Regions from separate parts of the Sus scrofa genome. Here all the other regions are linked to region 2. A link is a contact called in public HiChIP or PLAC-seq data. All regions are on one chromosome and are shown on one strand. The core of a region is the stretch at or near the end of the contact, and the rest is flanking DNA. Distances in the headings are between cores, read along the strand shown. Region 1 overlaps AAK1 (AP2-associated protein kinase 1). Region 2 has its middle 60 kb from the start of AAK1. Region 3 overlaps AAK1 (AP2-associated protein kinase 1).

Region 1 (4,751 bases), core at 1,340-3,839, 160 kb after region 2:
TGGCCGCAGTCAGTCCTGAGTGGGCACACAGGGAGGTGAGGGCAATGAAGAGGCTGCCATGGAGCATCCTTTTAAAGAGTGCTACTTGGGAGTTCCCGTCATGGCTCAGCGGTTAACAAACCCGACTAGCATCCATGAGGATGTGGGTTCGATCCCTGGCCTTGCTCAGTGGGTTAAGGATCTGGCATTGCCATGAGCTGTGGTGTAGGTCGAAGATGTGGCTCAGATCCTGCGTTGCTGTGGCTGTGGTGTAGGCTGGAAGCTACAGCTCTGATTCGACCCCTAACCTGGGAACCTCCACATGCCACGGGAGCGGCCCTAAAAGACAAAAAGACCAAAAAAAAAAAAAAAAAAAGAGTTCCACTCTTATGTTCTCAAACAAAATCTTCGTTTATTGTAACTTTTAAACATTTGTTGGATTAAATGAGGCCTAAATGATAATCATTTTCATACCGTAAATAGTACCTGTCCAGTTAACATCTTCCCAGTACATTAGTGCCTTGTGGTGCTCACAGAGCTGCTGTGAGGTGGCGGCGAAGTATCACACGTGATGGGAACTTGAGGCATGCAGCTCGGTGGACACGGTGTTGCCTGGGGACACGGAGTAGGTTGGTGGCTGCACTCCAGCAGCTGGAGTGCAGTTTCTTCCCTCACTGCTCTCAACAGCCTGTGAAATGTCTCAGCAGAAGAGCTCGGAGCCATCTGGAATCTGAGGGTGAGGCCTGGGCACCATCTTTCCCAGTCTGCCCTCAGCCCCTGCCCCTTGCCCCTGTTACCCCGGTCTGGGAACTCAGTTATTGTGTCCAGCCAGTACTGAAGAGCATTGGCTCTGCTGCTGGATTACCAGTGTGGTTCAGGAGACTTTGTTTCCCTTTCTTCTCCACCTTAGAAATAGAGAACCTAAATAGGGGTCCCTACGAGGAGGCCTTAGTTGCAATTGTTCTAGAGGCCTATTGCTGTTTTTTTGTTTGTTTGTTTTTAGGGCCGCATGTGCAGCATATGGAATTTCCCAGGCTAGGGGTCAAATTGGAGCTCTTACTGCCAGCCACAGCCACACAGGATCTGAGCCACGTCTGCAACCTACACCACAGCTCACGGCAACACCGGAACCTTAACCTAACTGAGCGAGGCGGGGATCGAACCCGCATCCTTGTGGTTACTAGTCAGGTTCGTTACTGATGAGCCAAATGGGAACTCTTTCTGGTTGTATTGATGAAGCTTTCCCAAACTCCCCAAGTCTTACACTCAGTGCCATCTGGGTGCTTTTGTTAGCATGTTAGTTTTTGTTGATTTCTACTACTGGGTGCTCGGTGGGCAGTCCCATCTGCTGGCTGTACTGCCAGCTTCCTAGTCCGGAGCGAAAAGCCCCCCCGTACCTCCTGTTTGCCCTGGCTGTCGTTACCTCACAGGGCCTCAGCCACCCCGAGCTCTGTGTCACTGCTAGAACCAGCCACTCTAGTCCTGGCAGTAGCCAGACCCAAGAGTTCTTTATTCTCCTCTCGGCCAGAGAAAGTGCTCGTGGCTGGTCTCAGTTGCCTCTCTGTGAGTGGGGTTTCCACTTGGTGAGGAGGCCACAGTGGGACGCAGGAAGGAGCCCAGGCCAGGCCAGCTGTGGACTCCTTGTTGAGCCTGTGCCGCCCCACCCCCACCCCTGCCGTGTGGGGGTCTGCTTGTTCCCATGAGAAACTGAGACAGGCCCTTTCTGCCCTGCCTACTCTGTGTGTGTGGTCTGTCTTTCAAATTCCAGAGAGGAAATAAGCTGAAAGCAGTCCCTGACCTTAAGCAGCTTATGTTCTAAAAATAACCATGACAGAAGTTCTGGTCTTTATTAAAAGTCCCTCCTCAGAGTTCCCTGGTGGCCCAGCAGTCGAGGATCTATTATTGTCACTGCCGTGACTCGGGTCACTGCCATGCTGTGGGTTCAATCCCTAGCCCAGGAATTTTCACTTGCCATGGGCACAGCCATAAAATAAAAAAGTCTCTCCTCAAATATATTGCCATTTTCATTATTTCCCCCACTTTTATTGTCATCCCTCTGAGGAGTGACGGGGGGGTTGTCATTGCACATCTCCTTTTACTCAGGAAACCTCTGCCCAGAAGGGCTGTGACCTGCACAGTGAATTCAGTGATCAAAGCAGATTAAAGGCCAAAGTTTTTTACACTCATTTTGGTTTTTGTTGGTTTGGTATTGCTGCATTTTGCCATGCCGTTTGTCCAGGCACTTCAGAAAGGGGGGAAGGATTAAGACATTCAAGTCCTGAATGTCTCCTCTTTTGTCAGAAAAGAGATTTCGATCTCATGAAGTAGAGTAAGAGGGAGATTCTTGTCCTGTTTTTGGAATCACAGGTTTGAAAACCTGCATTCATCCAATCCTCCACAGTGTTCAGTGGTACTAAACTCTGTGGCTGAAATGCCTGCATGACATATCTATTTGGAATAATGTCAAGATGAAGAGGTCGGGAGGAGGTGATTTTCCAGACCTTTTAGCTAAGCTGGAAGCCAAGTTTGGGAGTGACAACTTTAATAACCTCTTAAGCTGAGAGGTTGGGAAATAAGGTCAGCAGCGTAAAACTCTCAATGAGCCGAAAGACTGCATGTTGTAAGCAGCTGTGACGTGCTAGGCTGACTAAATGACTTGGCTGAAAACACAGTCACTGTGCAGATTCTCTGAAGCTTTCGCAAGATGGTGTATGAATAGCCAGTTGGTTCTCTACCTCCCTAAGCTCTTGGCCCTGGTCATCTCTTACCTGAATGATGATACCCACCCTCATTATATCTTTCTCACATTCTCCCTCCTCTGTCACTGTGCCGACCTTCCTAAAAAGCCTCTTGTCATCTGCTCTTCACTGTTAAAAATGCCGAGTGGCTCCCTTGTGGCCTCCCTCAGTCTTCGCTCCTTCTGCTCCTCTGGTCTTCACTCCCCTGCACCCTTCTCTTTCTCCAGTCTGAGCTGTCTGTGTTCCTTAACTGTGTAATGCTTGTCAGTGCAGCAGATGAGGGTGTAGTCCCAGCCGTGTGGCAGCCTGAGCCCGAATCCTGCCCTAGCAGCCCTGTGACCTCAGGCATGAGAGGTAACTGGACTCTGTTCTCTCAGGTGTTAAGTAAGGACAGTGAGGCTTTATAAGAATTTCCTGGAGTTCCTGCTGTGGCACAGTGGGTTTAGAATCCGGTGTTGTCCCTGTGGCAGTGTGGGTTCTATCCCTGGTCCAGCACAGTAGGTTAAGGATCGGATGTTGCCGCAGCTGTGGCATGGGTTGCAGCTGTGGCTCAGATTCTCTCCCTGGCCCAGGAACTTCCACATGCCACAAGTGCAGCTCTTTCATGAAATATTTCAGAATTTCATGAAATACTGCAGATAAAAGTGTGTGTGGAGCAGTGTTGGACACATACTAAGTTCTACTAGATGTTGATACCATTGTTAGGATCACTCCTGCCCCTCTGCCTTCCTGTTATTAGTTCACTTACCTAAGTCCTGCACTTCAAGTTCCAGCATTACCTCATAGCCTCATTCATAAAGGTGCTAGCCCATAATATGTCTGATCAGTGGCACCAGTGCCCAAGACAGTGCTATCCCAGCCACAAAGGCCTGTCTCTGTGCCTCAGACACCTCACACATGCTCCCATCTCCAGGCCTTGGTACAGGTTGATCTCTGCTAGGAATGCTCCTTCCCCATTGGGTCCATGACTGCTCCCTTCTTTCCTTTCTTTCAGCAACCTTCCCTGAGTGTGATGCTTACAGTAGCATCCTTCTTCACCTTATGTATATTTAACTTGTTGTTTGTGTGGGGGTGTGTGTGTGTGTGTTTGTATGTGTGTTTCTCTTTTTGGCCACACCCATGACATGTGGAAATTCCCAGGCCAGGGATCAAACCCATGTAACAGCAGTAACCAGAGCCACAGCCGTGACAACACCATATCCTTAACCCACTGAGCCACCAAGGAATGCCTGCTATTTTTTTTTCATAACGTTTTTCACAATTATATCTTTTTTTTTTTTTTTTTGTCATCAGATGGACTCTAAGCACTAGAGATGATGAGCTTTGATTCATTCACAGTCTTATTCACAGAACCTAGAAACGTATTTGGCAGGTAATAGGAAGTAGTGGGAGCTACAGTGTAGTTCTTTAATAAATGAATGGTAACAACATCTGCTTTACATTTGTATTGGGAGATTTACAGTGTGCTTTCATGTACGTTCTCTTCCTTGTTTCCTAACAGCGATAGCAATATTAACAGCTTTGCTTTACAGATAAGAAGCCCAGAGAGGTTTGAAGATGTGTCTAAGGCCGAACACCTCATATAGTCCCTTAAGTCTTGTAAACCCCAGGTCCAATGTGGTTGCCACACATCATGCTCTGTATTAAGTGTTTTGTTCACGATGGTGGTGGCGAGGATGGAGGTCTTCACAGGTGTTACCTGTCATGGGGACACACTGAGAGGCTCGGAACATGCAGCTGCTGCCACACTGGCTGTTGCCTTCCTAATCTCAACTGATCCTCCTGCCAGACTTGCCCGGTAGCCAGAGCAGGGATTATTGTTCTTATCTGCATTGATAGTTGCTTGATATTGCACAAGCTTTTCCTACATTGATATCTCTGGCTCTTTTATCTGCTTTTGTACACACCCTTAATTTTTAACTGGTTTTCCTATAAATGTAGTTATCTTTGTGGGAGGGGGGAGGCAAGCCAGGGGCTGGGTTGGGTATAGTATAATTCCCAAGTACTGTCAGTCAGGAACTAACCAGAAATGCA
Region 2 (4,277 bases), core at 703-3,202:
AACCTGTGAAGAACCCAGGCCCCAACAGTCCGAGAAGCTCTTGTCTGCCTCTTCTAAAAACAAAATGCCACATGGTCCTGAACATCTGTCCTTTGGTCCTTTTTATGAGGGAGTGGGTAGATCCTGCGGCTTTTCTGAATTTTAATTTCTTCAGTGTTAGGACGGAAATAAAAATACAGCCTCATTGCCTTTGGTGGATACAGATTAAAAGGCCCAGAACCACTGCAAATTTGTTACTGAAGGTGTCTGGAGTTTCCCAGTTGGATTCAATTAGGATGATGGCTGGTGTGGTTGCCCCTCCCCGCCCCGGGCTAAAAGAAAAATGCCTTCATTAACCTTTAATTATTCACAACAAACCCAAAGGAAAAGTCCTTGGCCCAAGTCCTAATGGGAGCTATTAAAGCGCTTTTCCTATTCAGCTGTTTAAACTCAGGCAAATAACCTGGTACTTTGCTGCTGCTTCTCTCCTTAGAATGTGAAAGACCAAGGATGGAGTTTCCCTACTAGTGCACGTTAGGGCTGTGGCCAAATATCTTTATCTTCTTGTTTTCTTGGTTTACTTTTTCTCGCTATGGTTCTCATTTTCTGGTGTGTGTGTGTGTGTGTGTGTGTGTGTGTGTGTGTGTAGGAATGCACATGTGTGGTCTGTTTAGAAGGAGACTTTAGAAGCACAGAATGTTCACCCGTGGTGTGTAAGACACTGCCCCCACCCCCAAAGGAATGGCTAAGAGAATAAAGAGGGGAGAAAAAATAAAATGAGTCAAAAATAGGCAAAACAAAAAAAGCATATGTACAAAAATCGTCTTTCCTTTTCTCAATTTCATGCTTTCTTTTTTTCTCTTTACTGCATTACAGGGTTTTTTTTTCCTTCACATTTCTATATGTCTCTTTTATTCTCTCTGTGCCTTCATTATCTCGACTTCATTAACAGGTCCAAAACCGGAAGTCATTATCTTGACACCTGTAACCCTCAAGTCCTACTTCTCTGTTTTTGTTTTTTTGTCTTTTTCTAGAGCTGCATCTGTGGCATATGGAGCTCTGATTAGATCCAGGCTAGGGGTCTAATCGGAGCTACAGCTGACAGCCTACACCACAGCCATAGCAATGCCAGATCCAAGCTGCGTCCTCGACCTACACCACAGCTCCCGGCAACGCTGGATCCTTAACCTGCTGAGTGAGGCCAGGGATCAAACCTACAACCTCGTAGTTCCTAGTAGGATTCATTAACCACTGCGCTACGACGGGAACTCCCCTACTTCTCTTTCTGAATTCCCTGATCTGTTCTCAGTAGAACCTTCGGGTCAGCCACCGAAATTAAAAAAAAAAAAAAAAAAAAAGCAAATCATTCCTTGTTTTTAAAATCTGCCTTATTGAGGTATTATTTATATACAATGAAAACTCACCCATTTAAACGTGTAGAGTTTAGTGTGTTAAACAAATGTACACAGTCACGTAACCACCACCACAATCAAGACATTTCTATCACCCCAAAAAGTTTCTTATCACTATAGTTTTGCCTTTTCTAGAATGTCATATAAATCAAATTGTAGGAGAAAATGTCCCAATAAAAAGGTAGGAAGGAGAGACCCTGGCCATGATGACTAAGCAAAGTCCAGCCAACTGCCCCTAACCACCACCACCCCCCCCCCCCGCCCCCGCCACATCCGCTTCTGTAAACTTGCTTCCACATCTACTCCCTTGCCTGACCTCACTCCGGTCCTACCAGCCAAGCATGGACCTGGAAGAGGTAGCCCATAAAAGCCTTGTGAAACCCTTCTTTGGGGCTCAGATTCCAGAGAGCGATATCCTCTGAGCCCGCCGGCATAATAAACCTGAGTTCTCCAACCCTCGAGTGCTCGCTTGGTTTCTCGCTGGGTAAAAGAGCTGAGACACTGCAGCCACAGAGCTGCTGGAGCTGGTACACTACAGCCACAGGGCTGTCACTAGAGCTGATACACTGCGGCTGCTGCGGGACTGCTGGGCAAATCATATAGTAACAAAATCATATAGTAGTCTTCTGTGTCTGGCTTCTTTTCTTAGTATGTTGCATTTGAGACTTATCTATGTGGTTGCATGTATCAATAACAGATTATTTTCCACTCCTGAGAAATACTGCATTGTATAGATACATCGCAATTGTTTGTTTACCCATTCCACCAGTTGATCATTAGCACTGTTTAGGGCTATTACGAATTAAGTGCTATGACTATTCACATATAGGTCTTTGTGTGGACATGTATTTTCCCTTCTCTTGGGAGTAGAATTTTATTTCATTTCTAGGAAGAAAATTGCTGAGTGGTACGGTAAGTATAATTTAACTTTATAAAACACTGATAAACTGTTTTGCAAAGAGGCTGCATCGTTTTCATTCTCACCAGCAAAATATGACAATTCCAGTTGTCCCTTGTCATTCCCAATGCCTTCCATTGTCAGTTAAGAAAATTTTTATCCATTCAAGTGGATGTGTCGTACTACCTCATTGTCCTTTTAATTTGTGCTTTCCAGATGACTAATATTGTTGAGCAGATTTTCATATGCTTATTTACCTTGCATAGATCTTCTCTGGTAAATTCTCCATATCACTTGCCTGTTTAAAAATTGGATTTTTTGCCTGTCAGAGTGGCTATCATCAAAAAGAACATAAATAACAGATGTTGATGGGGATGCAGAGAAAAGAGAGCCCCACTTGTGGTTGGGAAGGTAAATTAGTGCAGCCACTGGGAAACAGTATGGAGGTTTTTAAAAAAACTAAAACTAGAACTACCACATGACCTAGCAATTTCACTCCTGAGTATACATCAGAAAAAACCACCAAAAATACTAATTCAAAAAGATATATGAACCTCAATGTTCACAGCAGCATTATGTACAATTGCCAAGACATGGAAGCACCCTAAGTCTATCAACAGATGAATGGACAAAAAAGATGTAGGATATATACACAATGGAATACTACTCAGCCATAAAAAAGAATGAAATTTTGCCATTTGCAGCAACATGGGTGGAATTGGAGAAAGACAAATACTGTATGATATCACCTATATGTGGAATAAAAAAAATACAACAAACCAGCAAATACAACAAAAAAGAAGCTTATAGATACAGAGAACAAACTAGTGGTTACCAGTGGGGAGAGAGAAGAGGGAGAAGCAGTATAGGGGTAGGAAATTAATATTAGACATAAAATAAGCTAAAAGGAAATAGAGAATTACCATATTACCTAGCAATCCCACTCCTGGGCATATATCCAGACAAAACTTTCACTGAAAAAGATACACACACCCCTATTTTCATAGAAGCACTATCCACAATAGCCAAGACATGGAAACAATCTAAACGTCCATCGACAGATGAATGGATTAAGAAGATGTGGTATATATACACAATGGAATACTATTCAACCATAAAAAAGAACAAAATAATACCATTTGCAGCAACATGAATGGAACTAGTGATCCTCATACTAAAGTGAAATAAGTCAGAAAGAGAAAGACAAATACCATATGATATCGCTTATATCTGGAACCCAATATATGGCACAAATAAACCTATCTATAGAAAAAAAAAAAACAACTCATGGACATGGAGAACAGACTTGTGGTTGCCAAGGGGGAGGAGGAGGGAGAGGGATGGACTGGGAGTTTGGGGTTAATAGATGCAAACTATTGCATTTGGAGAGGATAAGCAATGAGATCCTGCTGTATAGCACAGGGAACTATATCTAGTCACTTGTGATGGAACATGATGGAGGATAATGTGAGAAAAAGAATGTATACATATATGGACGACTGGGTCACTTTGTTGTACAACAGAAATTGACAGAACATTGTAAATCTACTAAAATAAACATTAAAAAATAAGCTAAAAGGATATATTGTACAATGTGGGAAATATAGCCAATATTTTACAGTAACTATAAATGGAGTATAACATTTACAAAATGTGAGTGACTATATTGAATATCTGTAAATTTTATACTATTGTACATCAGCTACAATTTAACTTAAAAATGGGTTGTTTGCTTCTAAATTAGTGACTTATAAGAGTTCTTTAAATATTCTGGATACAAGTTCTTTATCAGATACACATTTTACCTATGGAAATAATACAAAATATGAAGAGTCATGCATGAGGTTTTCACATCAATAATTGCAATAAAATTGGAAATGAATTATATTCTAATAAAAGGGACACTATTCACTTCTTTATAATTCAAAGGAATATTTTACAGGCGTTCCCACTGTGGCACAATGGGATTAGCAACATCTTGGGAATGC
Region 3 (4,697 bases), core at 120-2,619, 210 kb after region 2:
TTTCTCTTACAGAAATTAAATTTGCACTTATAACCTATGACCTTTGCACAATTGTGAACCATTAAAGTATATTTCTTTTATATTAGTGATTGTTAAACTATGAGTGAAGGGGCACTGGGTAATTGGATTTGTTTTTCTTTTCTTCTTTTTTTTTTTAATCTTATTAGGGCCGCACTCATGGCACATGAAGGTTCCCAGGCTAGGGGTTGAATCTGAGCTGTAGCCGCTGGCCTACGCCACAGCCACAGCAACGCAGGATCCAAGCCAAGTCTGTGACCTACACCACAGCTCATGGCAACGCCGGATCCTTAACCCACTGAGCGAGGCCAGGAATCAACCTCTGTCCTCATGGATACTAGTCAGATTGGTGTCCATTGAGGCACCATGGGAACTCGCTGTTTTTCCTTTCTTTTCTTCTCTTTGTTTTTTAAGGAGCATTTTTGTTTTCCAGACTCGTAAAACAAATTTTCTTAGAAAAATCTGGCATTAAAAAAAAAAATTACAGCCTGATCATTGGTTTGAGTGCTCACAGAGCTGCCACATGAAACTAGCTCCAGGGGCACAGAGTATTTCCCTGATGCGTCTATGCTGTGTATTCATTTATTTTGCCTTTTATTTACATTAGGGAACAGATAAGCTATAGGTGGTACCAGAGTTTTAAAATACGGTAGAGAAGATTGAAAAATTTCCTCTGAAAATTGGTGGCAAGATTTAATCATTTTTGAAAATGATTAAATAGTAAAGTATACATAACACAGAATTTATCATTTTAAAATGGACAATTCACTGGCATTAGGTCCATTCATATTGGTTACAACCATCATCCCCATCCATCCACAGAACCTTTTTTCATCTTGCAAAACTGAAACTCTTTACCTATTAAACAATAACTCTCCATTCCTCCCTCCCCCCCCAGCCCCATGGCAACCACCATTCACCTTTCTGTCTCTGTGAATTTGAGTCCTCTTACCTCATATAAGTTGTCTTTTTGTGACTGGCTCATTTCACTGAACATAATGTCTTCATGATTGATTCATGTAGTAGCATATGTCAGAATTTCCTTTCTTTTTTAGGCCAAATAGTATTCTATTGTATGTATATTCCACACTTTGTTTATCCATCCATTTGTCGTTTGACACATGGGTTGCTTCTATCTTTTGGCTATTGTGAATAATTCTTCTATGAACATGAGTGTACAAATATGTCTACAAGACTCAAGACTCTTTGGGGTATATACCCAGAAATAGAATTACTGAGTCCTATGGTAACTCTATTTTTAATTTTTTGAGGAACTGCTGTACTATTTTCCACAATGACTACACCTTCTTGCATTCCCTCCAGCATTGCTCAAGAGTTTGAGGGAAAGATTTTTATAGCAACCCCTTATACCGACCTTTCAACATCAGTGTTCCACAAGACTAAGCAAGAATGTATTAGTTGCCCCATAAGTGCCACTTCCTAGAATTAGCAGTTTTTTTTAAAGAAGCGCTTCTTGGTTTATGGCACTCTGTCTTCTCTTGACAAGTGGGCAGGAGAAGCCGTATTTTCTTAGTGGCTTGTTGTCAAGATAGGCATTCCTCTCAGAGCTGTTTGCTTGGCATCTTCCTTACTTCTACCTGCTGTCTTGTCAAAAAGTCCAAGGTTGATCAGAGTATGTGTCTTTACTCTGGAACGTTTACCCTCCCACAGATTCGGGTCTCTAAAGTGGACTTGGAATGGGTCATGGTGGTGGACTTCTGCTTCCAACTTGCACATGTCACAGATGGTTGAGTATCTGGTTTCTCAGTGAGAGGAGCTATTTAGGGTGACTAAGTTTTAAAAACAGCATCTCCTGTTACAAGACTTCAGGGCTTACACCCCCAAGTCAGACAAGATGTAAATTTCCAAAGCCACACTGCTATAGCAGCCAAATCATCTTTTTGGATGTGGCTTGCATCTGGCTCTTCCACGCTTGTTAGTTCACTCTGCTATCTCCTCATGGTCATATTCTTAATTAGGGCTGGAATGGGCCTGGAGCAGGGCCGCAGACGTCTTAGCCTCTATCCATAGATATCTCCTCACTTGTGATGTATAAAAGAGAGAAAGCTCACAACTTGCAGTATATCCCAGCTCATGCCCAGAAGTGGTTCTGATTAGCTAACCTTAGACTGGTTTATGAAGATTTATTGCCTTCTTCATGTTTTCAGTAACCATGTCCTGAGAGAGAGGCATATGAATCTGAATTGGATTCATTCCTACCTCAACTCCAGCAGCTGCCTCCTGCTCTCTTCCCCTCTGACTTCAGTTTAATAGGAGAGGGGAGGTGCTCAGAAGACCCTTTCCCTCACTTTCCCCCTCCTTTTCAAATTATTAACAGTCCTCTCCTTTAAAATTACTCCTCGTTTCCACTGTCCAGGCTCACGAATTCTGCATCCATTTTCCTTCAGGGGTCCACCTTCTCAGTCTTTTTTTTTTTTTTTTTTTTTAATGGCCTCACCAGTGGCATAATGAAGTTCCCAGGCCAGGGATTAAATCCAAGCTGCAGCTGTGGCAATGCCAGATCCTTAAATCCACTGCGTGGTGTGGGGGGTGAAACCCATACCTCTGCAGCAACCCAAGCCACTGCAGTCAGGTTCTTAACATACTGTGCCACAGGGGGAACTCCTTCTTAGTCTTTTAACCATGATTTCAGCACTTTTCCAAACTCTTAACCTGACCCACTTTTATTTGGGAAACCTAGACACTTGAGAAAGACCTGATTTTAGTGCTAGAAATGTGATACGGAAATACCACCCACAGAAATATATGCGCAGACAACTCATAAAAGACAAAATAGGAATTAGCCACTAAATAATTTTTTGAAAGTTTACCCATCAAGATGAACCCAAGAAGTATCAGTTAGGAAGCAAGGAGGTAGTGCAACTTCTGCTGTCAGATTGGTAAAGGGGAAAAACACCACCACCTCAGCCTTGGTGAAAGTGTCAAAAAATGGACACACTCAGATCCTGCTGGTGGGAATAACAGGTAGTGCAGCTTTCAGGGAGGATAATGTGGCCTTTTAAGATTTTACTTCTTGGGAGTTCCCATTGTGGTTCAGTGGAAACTAATCTAACTAGCAGGTTCAATCCGGTGTTGCCATGAGCTCTGGTGTAGGTCACAGACGTGGATCGGATCCTGAGTTGCTGTGGCTGTGGCGTAGGCCGGCGGCTGCAGCTCCGATTCGACCCCTAGCCTGGAACCTTCATATGCTGTGGGTGTGGCCCTGAAAAAACAAACAAACAAAAAAGATTTTACTTCTTGATTTAGCAATTCTAAGTTATTCTAAGAAAACATGAATATGCTTAAATAATTTTTGAATGATCAGAGTTTATAGGAAAAGCCTGGAAGAGTTTTCATTAAAAATTCAGTAGTGGATATCTATCATTACAAGTGAAATCATGGGTAGTTTTACTTTTCCCCTTTATCTTCTCTGTATTTTCCCAAACTATACAATAAACATGCATTGTTTTCATAATAAGGTAAAAGACAATTGAAGTTCGTTCTTTTTGCAAATGAGGAGCGAGCTCAGCTGTTCCCCCATCTCCTCACCCTGTTTTTCTGGCTGTGCATGTCTGTGCAGAGTCAGCACATTGAACAGCACGTTGAGTCAGCTCTCTGCATTTCCTGAAACCTGCCACCTTGGGGCCACTCATTTTAGCTGCTGTCCATGTCACCGAAGAGCCCTCCAAGTGTCCCTTCCCTGCCTTTATTACCACTTCAGAGCTCCAGTGATTTCTTAGGCAGTCCATCTTCTAAGCAACTAGTTTCTCCTTCCTGTTTTCGCCTTCTTGTTGTGTGATTGAACTTTTAGAAGTGGATAAGATCTTGGAGCTCCTGTCATGGCTCAGTGGTTAACGAATCCGACTAGGAACCATGAGGTTGCGGGTTCTATCCCTGGCCTTGCTCAGTGAGTTAAGGATCCAGCATTGCCATGAGCTGTGGTGTAGGTTGCAGACGAGGCTCAGATCCCATGTTGCTGTGGCTGTGGTGTAGGCCGGTGGCTACAGCTCTGATTCGACCCCTAGCCTGGGAACCACCATATGCCACGGGAGTGGCCCAAGAAATGGCAAAAAGACAAAAAATAAAAATAAAACATAAAAAATAGAAGTGGATAAGATCTTTAAGATTATCTTCATTCTATCAGTAAGGAAACTTACGTCCAGAGAGAGACAGTGACTTGCCCAGAGTGCCACACAAACTTAATAGAGAACCCAGATCCCCTGGTTCTCAGTACCTTTTCTTCCTCTCTCCTAGACCAAGCTGCCTGCTGCAGCTCACTTCACTTTATTCAAGGAATTCTGTTTATTCTCTTCTCATACTCAGGCATTTGAGTAATATCTAGAACTTCACCTGTTTTCACTATTGTAATCTCATATATCTGTGGCATGGTGACCTCCTCATCTAGTTTTCTTACTTAAAAGAGATGTTAATCCTCTTTTATGTACTAAGCACTTCAGTTTATACCTGTGCGCATGTGTGTGTGCACACGACACACAAATTCTGATAAATACGCCCATTTAATCCTAACCACCCTTTAAAGTAGTTCTTAGCTCTATTGACAGGTTAAAAAACTGGCACTTAGGAAAAAGTTGGGCAACTAACTTAAATTCAAGCTCTTGGACTCTTTAGTGTTGCTTATTTACTTCGGGGGATTTTGCAGACCCCAGCTGAAAATGTAC

What was found. HiChIP or PLAC-seq counts read pairs in DNA pulled down with a chosen protein or histone mark.
Region 1: an H3K27ac HiChIP or PLAC-seq map of alveolar macrophages shows a contact between it and region 2. The contact joins two enhancer-like sites. A contact is called at or near these places in 2 of 47 Hi-C or Micro-C datasets (embryonic fibroblasts and heart right ventricle) and 1 of 2 datasets of contacts at active chromatin or transcription factors (alveolar macrophages).
Region 3: a contact with region 2 is called in an H3K27ac HiChIP or PLAC-seq map of alveolar macrophages. The contact joins two enhancer-like sites. A contact is called at or near these places in 1 of 47 Hi-C or Micro-C datasets (epiblast stem cells) and 1 of 2 datasets of contacts at active chromatin or transcription factors (alveolar macrophages).

What each region holds. Positions count from the first base shown.
Region 1 is chr3:72,891,337-72,896,087 of Sscrofa11.1, forward strand. All of the region lies in intron 5 of AAK1 (AP2-associated protein kinase 1), which reads left to right. Among named protein-coding and RNA genes, the nearest start is that of TRNAE-UUC, 88 kb to the left of the region's middle. Within about 2 kb of position 2,590, at least 32 of the 83 cell types and tissues checked have an H3K27ac peak or open chromatin away from gene starts, as enhancers often do. A contact at or near this core is called in alveolar macrophages, where this site is marked.
Region 2 is chr3:72,731,434-72,735,710 of Sscrofa11.1, forward strand. No RefSeq gene overlaps it. Among named protein-coding and RNA genes, the nearest start is that of AAK1, 60 kb to the right of the region's middle. Within about 2 kb of position 1,953, at least 3 of the 83 cell types and tissues checked have an H3K27ac peak or open chromatin away from gene starts, as enhancers often do. A contact at or near this core is called in alveolar macrophages, where this site is marked.
Region 3 is chr3:72,940,117-72,944,813 of Sscrofa11.1, forward strand. All of the region lies in intron 17 of AAK1 (AP2-associated protein kinase 1), which reads left to right. Among named protein-coding and RNA genes, the nearest start is that of NFU1, 41 kb to the right of the region's middle. Within about 2 kb of position 1,370, at least 9 of the 83 cell types and tissues checked have an H3K27ac peak or open chromatin away from gene starts, as enhancers often do. A contact at or near this core is called in alveolar macrophages, where this site is marked.